Linked DNA regions of Gossypium arboreum: all the other regions are linked to region 2. The links are chromatin contacts, called in public Hi-C maps. All regions are on one chromosome and are shown on one strand. Each heading gives the region's core, a stretch centred on a gene start, on an enhancer-like site or on the middle of the called end of the contact. The rest is flanking DNA. Distances are from core to core; before and after follow the strand shown.

Evidence for each region. A called contact is a pair of places that touch in the nucleus more often than the background predicts.
Region 1: a contact with region 2 is called in a Hi-C map of leaf, with 3 times the contacts expected there. The contact joins the promoter of LOC108483423 here to the promoter of LOC108461212 in region 2. A contact is called at or near these places in 4 of 5 Hi-C or Micro-C datasets (all in leaf).
Region 3: a Hi-C map of leaf shows a contact between it and region 2, with 4 times the contacts expected there. The contact joins the promoter of LOC108483244 here to the promoter of LOC108461212 in region 2. A contact is called at or near these places in 2 of 5 Hi-C or Micro-C datasets (both in leaf).

Annotation. Positions count from the first base shown.
Region 1 is chr1:100,420,248-100,423,696 of ASM2569848v2, reverse strand. LOC108483423 (protein BASIC PENTACYSTEINE6) reads right to left here and starts at 2,025. Exons shown (of 4, transcript XM_017786805.2): 1 at 1,504-2,025; 2 at 421-489; 3 at 126-304. The coding sequence starts at 194. It overlaps LOC108482080, which reads right to left. Exons shown (of 3, transcript XM_017785186.2): 2 at 3,155-3,325; 3 at 2,171-2,610. The coding sequence ends at 2,527.
Region 2 is chr1:100,603,734-100,607,257 of ASM2569848v2, reverse strand. It overlaps LOC108461212, which reads left to right and starts at 1,829. Exons shown (of 7, transcript XM_017760962.2): 1 at 1,829-2,166; 2 at 2,294-2,905; 3 at 3,096-3,280; 4 at 3,437-3,524. The coding sequence starts at 2,011.
Region 3 is chr1:100,444,413-100,447,848 of ASM2569848v2, reverse strand. LOC108483244 (protein IQ-DOMAIN 32-like) reads right to left here and starts at 1,451. Exons shown (of 6, transcript XM_017786529.2): 1 at 835-1,451. The coding sequence starts at 918.

The DNA.
Region 1 (3,449 bases), core at 776-3,275, 180 kb after region 2:
CAGAAGTTTTCAGAAAATGCTGAAATTGAACACATTAATCGTAGAGGGGAGTTAATTCATTTATGTTGTTGTTTTACATCACTCTAAGTATCTATAATCTGCAAAAAAAAACCTCCTTAATATACCTGGCCCTGAGCTGTTCTATACTGATCTGCTTTAAGTCTTCCATTTTCACGATGCCCACCATCATCCATCGAAGACTCCAGGAAATTGTTGAGGTCGACAAATACAGTCTCAGAACTCCGGTGTGAGGGTTGTATTAGTCAAGCAAGCATCGCATCGCATCACTTTGGGGCAGACAATCCTGTATAACAGAAAAGTTGGACGAGGGAAGTAATAAGATTATGTTATTAATAGCAAAGGATTACACCATTGCTATCAGAAAAACAGCAGATATCATCCCACGGAAAATGCTACCACCTTACTATCGAAAGGCGTATGAGGAGCAAAACCACATCCTTTTAGCAGCTGATCTTCCCTGAATTACAACTGATGCATAATTACATCATCAAAAACAAAGAAACAAAAGTTTAATACCCAACAATTCTTAACTTATTAGCAGGGATTCTATCAGTTCAACGAGATTCATTTCCCAGTTCAGTCAAGAGGTATATCAAGCATACCAATCATTCAAAAGGTTGGTTCCAATGTAGAATCATTGGAGGCAAAAACAACTCCCTCCTATATCCATAGGTAAAACTATTCTATAATATCAATCCAAATAAAGAACCCTGGGCCTTAATAATTGATTTTAAATTCAATGCAATCCTTTGTCCTAACTTATTTCCCGTTTTAGAATCAAAACATAGATTCAGTTGTTAGCAAGAAATAAGTAACAAATATTTGACACTTAAAAACATCAGCTTTAACACTTAAAAGAATGTTGACATAATATTTTAAGTCTACTACTTTACTACATCAAAACTGTTTTTAAAATGAGAGACAATGAAGCTAAACTTTCGGGCAAGACTTGAATAAATGTAGAACATACTAAAAGACTTGTAATTATCCCATATCAAGAGCTAAAAGGCCTGATTCTTTCACAAGCCAAAACAGTCAAAAAGAAAAATATATATTTATAAAAAAAGTATTTTCCAGTCCTAAGCTAAAACCCAAAAAAAAAACCCAGAACCCAAACAACTCTCGGTTTTTTAACTTCACTCCCATAGCAGTTTTAAAGAATCCAAATTCATAAAACCCTAGAAATGGGTGTGAAAGCACTCTTCTCTTGCTCCCGCAAAGCACTAAACATAAAAATTAATGAAAGCCAGGTGAGCGAAAGCAGGAAACAACTAAAACTAAGCATAATTAAGATGGGTTTACAGCCAAATCGATGATCAAACATGAAAAGAACAAAAATTGGGTGTAGAAGAGAAGAAGCTCACCAGTGGAAGAATTAAAGAGGAAATAGATGGGAAATCAAGACATGAATTTTGATAAGTTGAAGAAATATGTGGAAAGGAAGAGTGGAAAGAAAGGAAAAACAGAGGAATTTTTCCTTACTTTTTGTGTCCTGAGACCTTGATTTTCCACTGTAGTGTCGTCACGTTCCGCGGGTGGGCTATAAACCTAAGCACTCAATCACACAATCCATCGCCTAAGGCTAATCCATTTTTGTTTTAATAAAGCTTGGAATTCTTTTTTATGTAAATTATAATAATAAAAAAAGTAAATTTATTTATGAGCTACGGTTAATATATTGCTATCGAAATAAATACATACATTAAATTGTGTGAAATTGATTTAACATCTTATATACATTTTACCCCTTTCAAATTACTCAAGTTTTCAACTGACCTAAACAATAATGATTTTAATTTTTATTGATGCAACATTACTATACAGTTATAAATTGCCTTAAAAAAATACCCACAGCTTGTATTAAAAATATAGTATTTGAGAAAATCATCAATTGAGCAAACCATACTATGTTATAAAATGGGCCTCAGTTGACTTGGATTGTAAACCCTCTGCTCCCTAAGTTTAATCCCTATTATTGAAGAGAAAGAACACTATCCATTTACATTTACATTTACAGTTACACATTCCAATCTTATGAATTCAGAAACAAACGCATCGGACAATACAACTCGAATTCAGCCGATGCAGATGCCTGAGAACCATCCTCAAATCCTTTGATCTTCTCATTGTGGAATGGAGATCAATGAAATGCATCAACTTGCCTGCTATTATTCCTTACAATCAATGTTTTCTATAATCCCATATGGTAACCCATCAAGGAACTTAGGACGGAGTTAGGGATCCATGGTTAACATCTTACATACTAACATTCTGCAATGGAAATAAAAGCAACCAAATCTGTGTTCATCTGTCCCCGTAACTGGCTTAATTATATACAGAGTCAAATACACATGGACGCACACAAAAAAAGAAGGATGAAAATTGCGAATCCAACTGATTCGGCTAAGTGCTAAAACTGAAAACATCTCTTTAGTTGTTGGAAAGACATGCCAAAAGAATCCAAAAGTTATAATAGTTGAAATGCAGCAACCATTAATGGCAACTCTAATCCTTCTTTTCCCTCTTCTCTACGCTTGACTTGCTGAGGATAAGTACACCAATTACAATGAACATGGCACCTGCAAACCACTGTCAAACCTCTCATAATCAGAATATCCATGTTACTGAGTTAATTGCTTAAAACTTTGGTTTCCAACCATTTTTCTAACCAAATATATATATATTACCATTTTGTTTTCAATTCCATATACCAAAGAAAAATTATGTCATCAATATATATCAAGTAACTCCAATCCAATTAGACACCATAAGCATTAAAGTTTGGTTAGGGGCAGACATAAGTAATCAAAGTTAGGGTGTTTGAAATTATGTACTTGAAAATCTCCTATTCTTCTATAATGATTTATGACATCCATAAGGAAAGTTACATAAACCTAATTGAAAATTTTACCATTACCATGCTTCTGTTTTTGGCAAGTAAATTCAATTAGACACCAATGGTGATGAGTTTATGTTGATGACTAACCAGTCCCTCCTACAGATTAACGACATATACATTAAAGTAATCCTTTAAAAGTCTTGAACAACAATTCATCGGTTCTTCACCTTGTTCTTGTCATTTGTTAGTAATTGTTAAGAAATTTAAATATCAATTCATTTATTTGGGAATTACCTTAAACGACAATAGTTCCTCGAACAAGAAGAAGCCGGCAAGCCCAGAAGTGAGGAAATTAGTAGCAAAATTCGTAACTGTTGCTTGAAGAGATGAAAGAGCTTTCAAGCTGTTAACATAACATCCCCACATTATAACGTTGAAAAATACGACCAGACCGTATCTAATTACCTGTAAAAATTAAGAAACATTCACGTAAAGATCCATTATCATTTTAAAATTACAATTAAATCATGGGGTCAGTTGAGAATCCATAAGACCGATGTAAATTTTATGGGTAATTTACAAATAAATG
Region 2 (3,524 bases), core at 580-3,079:
GGGTTAGAGGTGTTATAGAAAAAAGTTAATTTTGGAAAGAGTTGTGCATTTCTTAATCACATTAAGAATGATTCTTGTTCACCACATAATAATACCATGAAATCTTGTGTGGATTTGATGAAGAAATCTGGGCATATTGGCAAAGTAATGCATCAATAAAGTTTATAACAAGGTTTGCATAATAGATTTTGAGTTAAGAATTCTATAGATTGTATGTAATGACTTGCATTTCAAGCTTGTGCTTTTAGAGGTTATGATGAGACACTTGATTGTAAGAAGATTCGTAGAGATATTGGAAACTCAAAATTTTGCATCATTGTTAATGAAGCTCGTGATGAATCGAAAAGAGAACAAATGACTCTTGTTTTGAGATTTGTTGATAGAGATGGCTTTATTAGGGAGCATTTCTTCGACCTTACTTATGTTAAAGATACATCATCATTAACTCTTAAGAATGAAATATATGTTATTCTCTCTCGTAATAGTCTTGATGTTCAGAATATTTGTGGTTAAGGTTACGATGGGACTAGTAATATGCGCAGGGAATGGAAAGGATTGCAAGCATTATTTCTCAATGATTTTCCTTCAGTTTATTATGTGCATTGTTTAGCTCATTGCCTACAATTGGCTTTTATTACTACATCTAGAAAGGTACATTATGTTCATGAGTTTTTTAATAATGTAAGTTTCATTATCAATTTTGTTGATGCCTCTTGCAAATGTTATGAAAAAATACATGCTGCCAAAGAAGCTAAAATTGCAAGCATGTTAGTTATTAATGAGCTTAGGACTGGAAAAAAGTGCAAATCAAATTTTAAAACAAGCTAGAGATACTCATTGAGGTTCTCATTTTTATTCTATATGCAGTCTTATAACAATTTTTTATGCAACTTATTCTGTGCTTAAAAAATTAAAGGTGAATGATCTACTTATTCTCAATGAGGGGATGCTAGTGTTGCATACAAGTTAATTCAATCATTTGAGTTCATTTTTATTTTGCATTTGATGAAAGAGATCATGGGCATTATTGATATACTATGCCAAGCTTTGCAACAAAAATCTCAAAACATTTTAAATGCCATGAATTTGGTTTCAAGTACAAAGATGTTCATTCAGAATTTAAGAGAAAATGGTGGACTAGTTTGCTTATAGATGTGTTGTCATTTTTGTGAAAAGTGTGATTTGAGTGTTCCTAATTTTGAATGAACAATATTTTGAAAGTAGACGTTAACAACACCAACAAAGTTAGATAAGAAAAGAACACCATTATCATTTTGACATATTCAATGAAGTAATTGGTTTTGAGTTGCAAAAGTTGAATAACAATGGCTTAGGCTTATTTTGCAATCCTCATTATGGAAGGTCTTTAATCACTTGTATATTTTTTTTTGAAGATTTAATTATACTTAAACTTAGATTTAGTCACATATTTTGGTATTTTACTGTAACACCATTAAAAATTGATCACATGATACTAGCAGTCAATCACATTATAATAAGTAACAACTCTCCTCATACGTGATAAACATAAATTAAAATTAAAAATTTAAAATATATAAATTAATAAAAAGTAAAAAAAACATTTTCCGTTAAGAATAAATCTAGAGAATGGTTGTTTATATTTAGATATGTTTTTTAGTAATTTTATTTTAACGGTGTATCCTTCATTTTATTTTTGTCTAACAAATTAATTAATATATTATAGATTTTGTATTTTTATACCATGCACAATTTTTCTTTCGAATGATGGGTATTTGCTGACCTTAATAAATATTATTCTTTTTATAATATTTACATTATTTTCATAAAAATAAAAATATTTATACATATAAAGTAAGAACATTTCACAGAAAGATTGAATAAAAACGGTGCGCTTTAGGTCCTTTTGAGTTATTTGGCGCTGAATGGCCTTTCGGAGAGACGAAAAGCTACTCCAAGTATCCTGAATCTCCCAGAAACCAATCCCATTAAAAAGAAAAAATCCTTTTTGAGTTATTTTCTTTTGCAACAATGGGAGCATCATCCTCGACGGAGCAGCCGGTATCGGCGGAGCAACGGGAGTTGGAAAACATCGCCGCTTCAACGGGAGCTCTTCCTTTGCTTCAAAAATCCTTCTCAAACCTCTCTGACCCTCAAACCAACGCAATCTCCATCCAAACACTTCAGGTAATCTTAATTTATTCAACAATCTTCGTTAATTTCATCCATTCACTTCATTTCATAATAGATAATACCCTTTCTTTCTTTTTTCTTTTTCTTTTTCTTTTTCTTTTTCTTTTTACATTGCTTCCAGCAATGTTTTCATTTATGTTACGAAGACCCAGTTTGCGAATCACAGCAAAAGCCAGAGTCTTTCCCTAGGTTGTTGGATCACTTGGGATCATCGATTGTAGACTTATTTTTCTTGTCTGAAAAAGGTGGCATAAATTGGTTAGGGTTTCTAGGTGGTTACGTGAAGTGCTGTGGGAGAATGTCTACATCAATGTCTCTTAATATATTGTTGAGAATATTTGCGATGGCAGTGAAAAAGTTGGGGCTTTCTTCGAATTTGGAGTTCGAACCGGATGCTGCTGATTGCAAGATCAATGGGTCTTTACTACCCTCTGATCTGCTTCTTCTTCTTTGGATGTGTTGGGCTATGTTGTGGAATGTTAGGACCTTGAAATCTTCTGAAAGGAAAGGGAATCTATTATTGCCTGATATTAATCATTTGGTGTTGTCTGCTGTTGTTGCATGTGCTGAAGTTGATAGCAGCTTTGATTTATGGAATTGTGATATAGTAGGCTTGGATGTTCAGCTTCCCGTTGGAAAGTTTCTTAATTGGGCAATAACCACGGCGCCAACACTTTCAGACTGCCTTACACAATATGTTAATAGAAGACTTCAAATCTCGGTTCTTGCAGAGGTGCTGTATTTCAATTCATTGTAAGACCTGAACAAAATTGTTCGGTTGTTCAGTGTCTGCTTGTGTATGTGTTTACCTGACATCTAATATGTATTTTCTTTTGCATATTTGATGTGCCATTATTATGAGAATATCCATTGATTCAATTGTGAGAATCACTAGTTAGGTATTTTTGCTTGATGAATTGCAGGATGAAGCAGGATCTTCAGAATCTATTTCAGGAGATATGTCTCCAAACGCATCTCAAGCTTTACTTTTAACACGTGGAAGGGCATGGGCGATTTCCCTTGCACCTAGAAGCACCATCACTGAAGAAATTTTGAAGTTATGCTTTTCTGCTGATATTGTTGGAACTGATGAAAATCTTCTTTATCGGTTTGTCATTTCCCCTTTGATGTTATGATCCATTAAGTGTCAATGCTCCTAGTAGTCTTTTCAAGATAAGAGTGCATCTTTTCTCCGGGTTTCCTTTAACCTGTGTTTGTAACTTAATAATTTTACGTATTTATTCGGTTGTTTGTGACTTTGTAGGTCCTCTACTCATGGAAAAGGCTTGAACAGATTCTGGTCGAATGTCGAAGGTTATCATCGTCCATTACTTGTTCTCATATCTGCTAAT
Region 3 (3,436 bases), core at 202-2,701, 160 kb after region 2:
TTCGCTCTGAAGTCCAACTCTGCCCGATCTTACTGCTTGTTTGATTGAACTTAAACGAATTAAAATGCCCTTAACTCTAAATTCTTGCTAGAATCTATAGCTTTTCCATTGAGATCTAACGATGGCTATCAACAATGGAGTCCCAACAAGGGCATATCAGTACTATTGAACTGTCGTCTATCTAAGAGACAAAAGATGGACCACTGCATATACTTAAAAATATGAAGAAAAAAAAGGGATTAACCTCACAGTTCCTCTTTAAAACACATTTTAAGACTTCAGAAATTGAAACTTATCAGTCATTTCCAGTCACCAATGGCATCAGTAGCAGTTAAACTAATCAGATGAAGAACAAAGTAAATAAGGGTGGGTTTGGATTGGCGATTGGGTACGGTATACGCTACAGTATTTACAGTATCTAATCTCACCGCCACCGCTGTTTTTACACTAATCGCAAGTAAAGTCCATCCAAACTCACCCTAAATCTCATATCATAGCACATTTAAAAAGATGAAACCAAACCAGTTAAAAGAAGATAAATTTTAAAAACCTTTGAGAGTTCCGAAACTTGATACCGAGAAAACTATTTGCATTTAAAAAATTATGGAAAATAATCAGAGTTAAAAAAGGCAGCTTAGACATTGCTGATAAAAAATGCTAAGGCAGGAATTCTCAGATCTTAAAATTCTGGTGTAAGACAAGTTTTCAAACTCCCATTCCTCGACCAAATCCAAAAATTAAACTAAAAGGTGAAATGCAATTCGAAACAGCAGATGAAATACTAATTCAAAGCAAAGTAACAAAAAAAAGGGGGAAAATGCAGCCGTAATTTACCTCAGGGACATCAATGGCGTCGTCTTTTTCAGCGGAATCGCTGCCGCAAGTGATGAGTTTGAAACAGGAAGTGGATTTTCCCATTTTTAAAAAAAAAAAAATTCAATTGACTTTCCCTTTGCTTTCTTCTTCTATCCTTCACTCTCTTAAGTCTTTTTAACTCTAGCGAGTGTGTGAGGGACACGACAGTCTAATATTTTGGTGTGTGGATTGGGTATTGGAAATTGCAGCAAAGGTTAAAAAACGGAAAACACGGACCTCAAACACAGTCCTTAAAATCTATTTACTTTTTATGTTGGAATCCGCCACTTATCATGATTCTGTTACTGTTCCTGTTACGTTCGTTTGAGAGAAGCGAATAAGAAGAAAGCTGTCAGAACTCCACACTTTTCTTTTCATCTCTATTAAAATAAATGAAAATAATTAAAAAAAATTATATTTACATGATTAATAGCACAAAATTATCAAATTCTAATTATAAAATAATCATTTATAAGGGAAAATCCTAAAGGAGATGTCTGAACTCAGAAGATATCATGATTTGCTTTGTAGAAAAGTGTAATTGAATTCACACATACATACACATACATGCATACTAAAACAAGTCTGCGATTATGGGGAAAGATCCAATAACAGCAATGTGCAGATATACTATTGTGGAGCCATGATAGTACATCAAATAAGTTGTTGCCTCATAATCATGACAAATACCTCCAATAATAGCCACCCCATCTTTCTATAATTTACTAAAAATCTTAAAATTCAATCTTTTAATTAAATCATTGATATTTTTTAAAATTCCAAAAAACCTTTTTTTAAGGTTTTAATTTTCTTTTACATCTTTTAATAACTTTATGTTATGAAATAAATAATAAAGAGAATAAAAACAAAAAAATAGAAGAGTAAAAGGGAACAAATTTTTATTGATTAATAAGGATAATTGCGGGTAAATTTGAAGAAAATGTTGTTTTTAAAAAATAATTAGGGTTTTAGGCTATTTTTTCCAATATTTAAGGAAATAACCCAAATTTGGGATAGAAACAGAAAACATGTCCTACAGGAAGTGTTTTCTACTGAGGTGTTAGCTAGGGGCAGAAAAAACCCTATAGGATGCGCTTTCAGGTTGCTTGTTACCACTTCAACATAAAATACTTCTTGCAAAACGTGTTTTCTGTTTCTAAGAACTTGTTATTTTTTTGTGTTGGAAATTCAAGGAGAAAGATTTATTTGTTTTTATGTTTGAGGTAGATATTGTGATTGTTTTAAGGTATGTTTGAGTTCATGGTAATGTGATGGCACTCAGAGACCCACATATTTCATCTGTCATGTGGGGATGGAACCATCATTGTAAAAGCCCATTGGACTACAACTCAAGCTCCTAGTTCACGGTGGTTATGCGGTCACGGGTTGAAGTATAACTCGGGAGCCTAGTTGACAGTGGTTATGTGGTCACGGTTCAAGTTTCATGATACCAAAAGAGAATATTTTATAAACCTCATGCACAAGTTTGAAACCATAATCACAGGGAAAAACAAATGGCCTTTCTAGTATAATCAACTTATACTTTTTCTCCATCCTCATCAAATGTAGTATCCTTAACTTCATTGTTCGAAACATGTGACGGAGTTGGGGCCAAGAAGACTTTCAAGAGGGGAGCGACTATGACGGTGGAGAAAAAGTTGAAACTTGAGTCAGGGCAGTAACATTTGTAGTTATTAATAAGCTTTTTAATCATAGCAATGGCTGGCACTCTGAGTTGCATTTCAACTTTTCTTCACCAAAACAATCACTTCTCCACTGAAAGTCCTTTTGCTCCCAACTTTGTCACAAGTTATGGATAATGAGGTTAAGGTACTACTTTTGCTAGAGACAAAGAAAAAGAATAAGTTTATTATATCGAAAAACTCATTAGTTTTCCCTATGACTATGGTATCAAACTTATGTATAGGGTTTATAAACATCCTCTTCCGGTGGCATGAAACTTGTGCAGTGGGTTCACAGCATTTTTACAAAGCTCCTATCATAAAATGCCAAAATCATCAATGGAAAGGCATTCATCGATTTCAGCCCTCAATTTCAACTTTGACGCACAGCCCGTCCAATAGTTGGGGTTCATTGGTAACCCAAACTTTAACACATTGGCACAACATTCTGTGAGTGTTTTTAATCTCAACTTTTGAAAATCGATGTTCTATGCTGGAAACACTTATACGATTATGCCATCAAGTTACACCAGTGGGGAATCCGTAAGTTATATTTGTTTTAACGTAGGGTTTACACGAACAGATGATGTGCTCTCTACTACCTGCACCGACGAAGGGACATCCAACTTTAGATGTGCAGCTGGTGTTGATAACAAACAAAGAACTGAGAACGAAGAGGGATCTGAAACCAATAATGATCTAATCTTGGAGGCCAGGCCAGATGGCTCAAAAATTGTATTATTTTTTGAACTATACCCCGTTCTTTCTAAACCAGAAGAGAGTGGCTATGACAATGATGGTCCGGATAATATTGGAGGAACTCATACTAATTTCACACCATATGTAACTGTATAACACCCCAAATTTAGAGGGTCTAAAATTTTGACATATAACAGTAA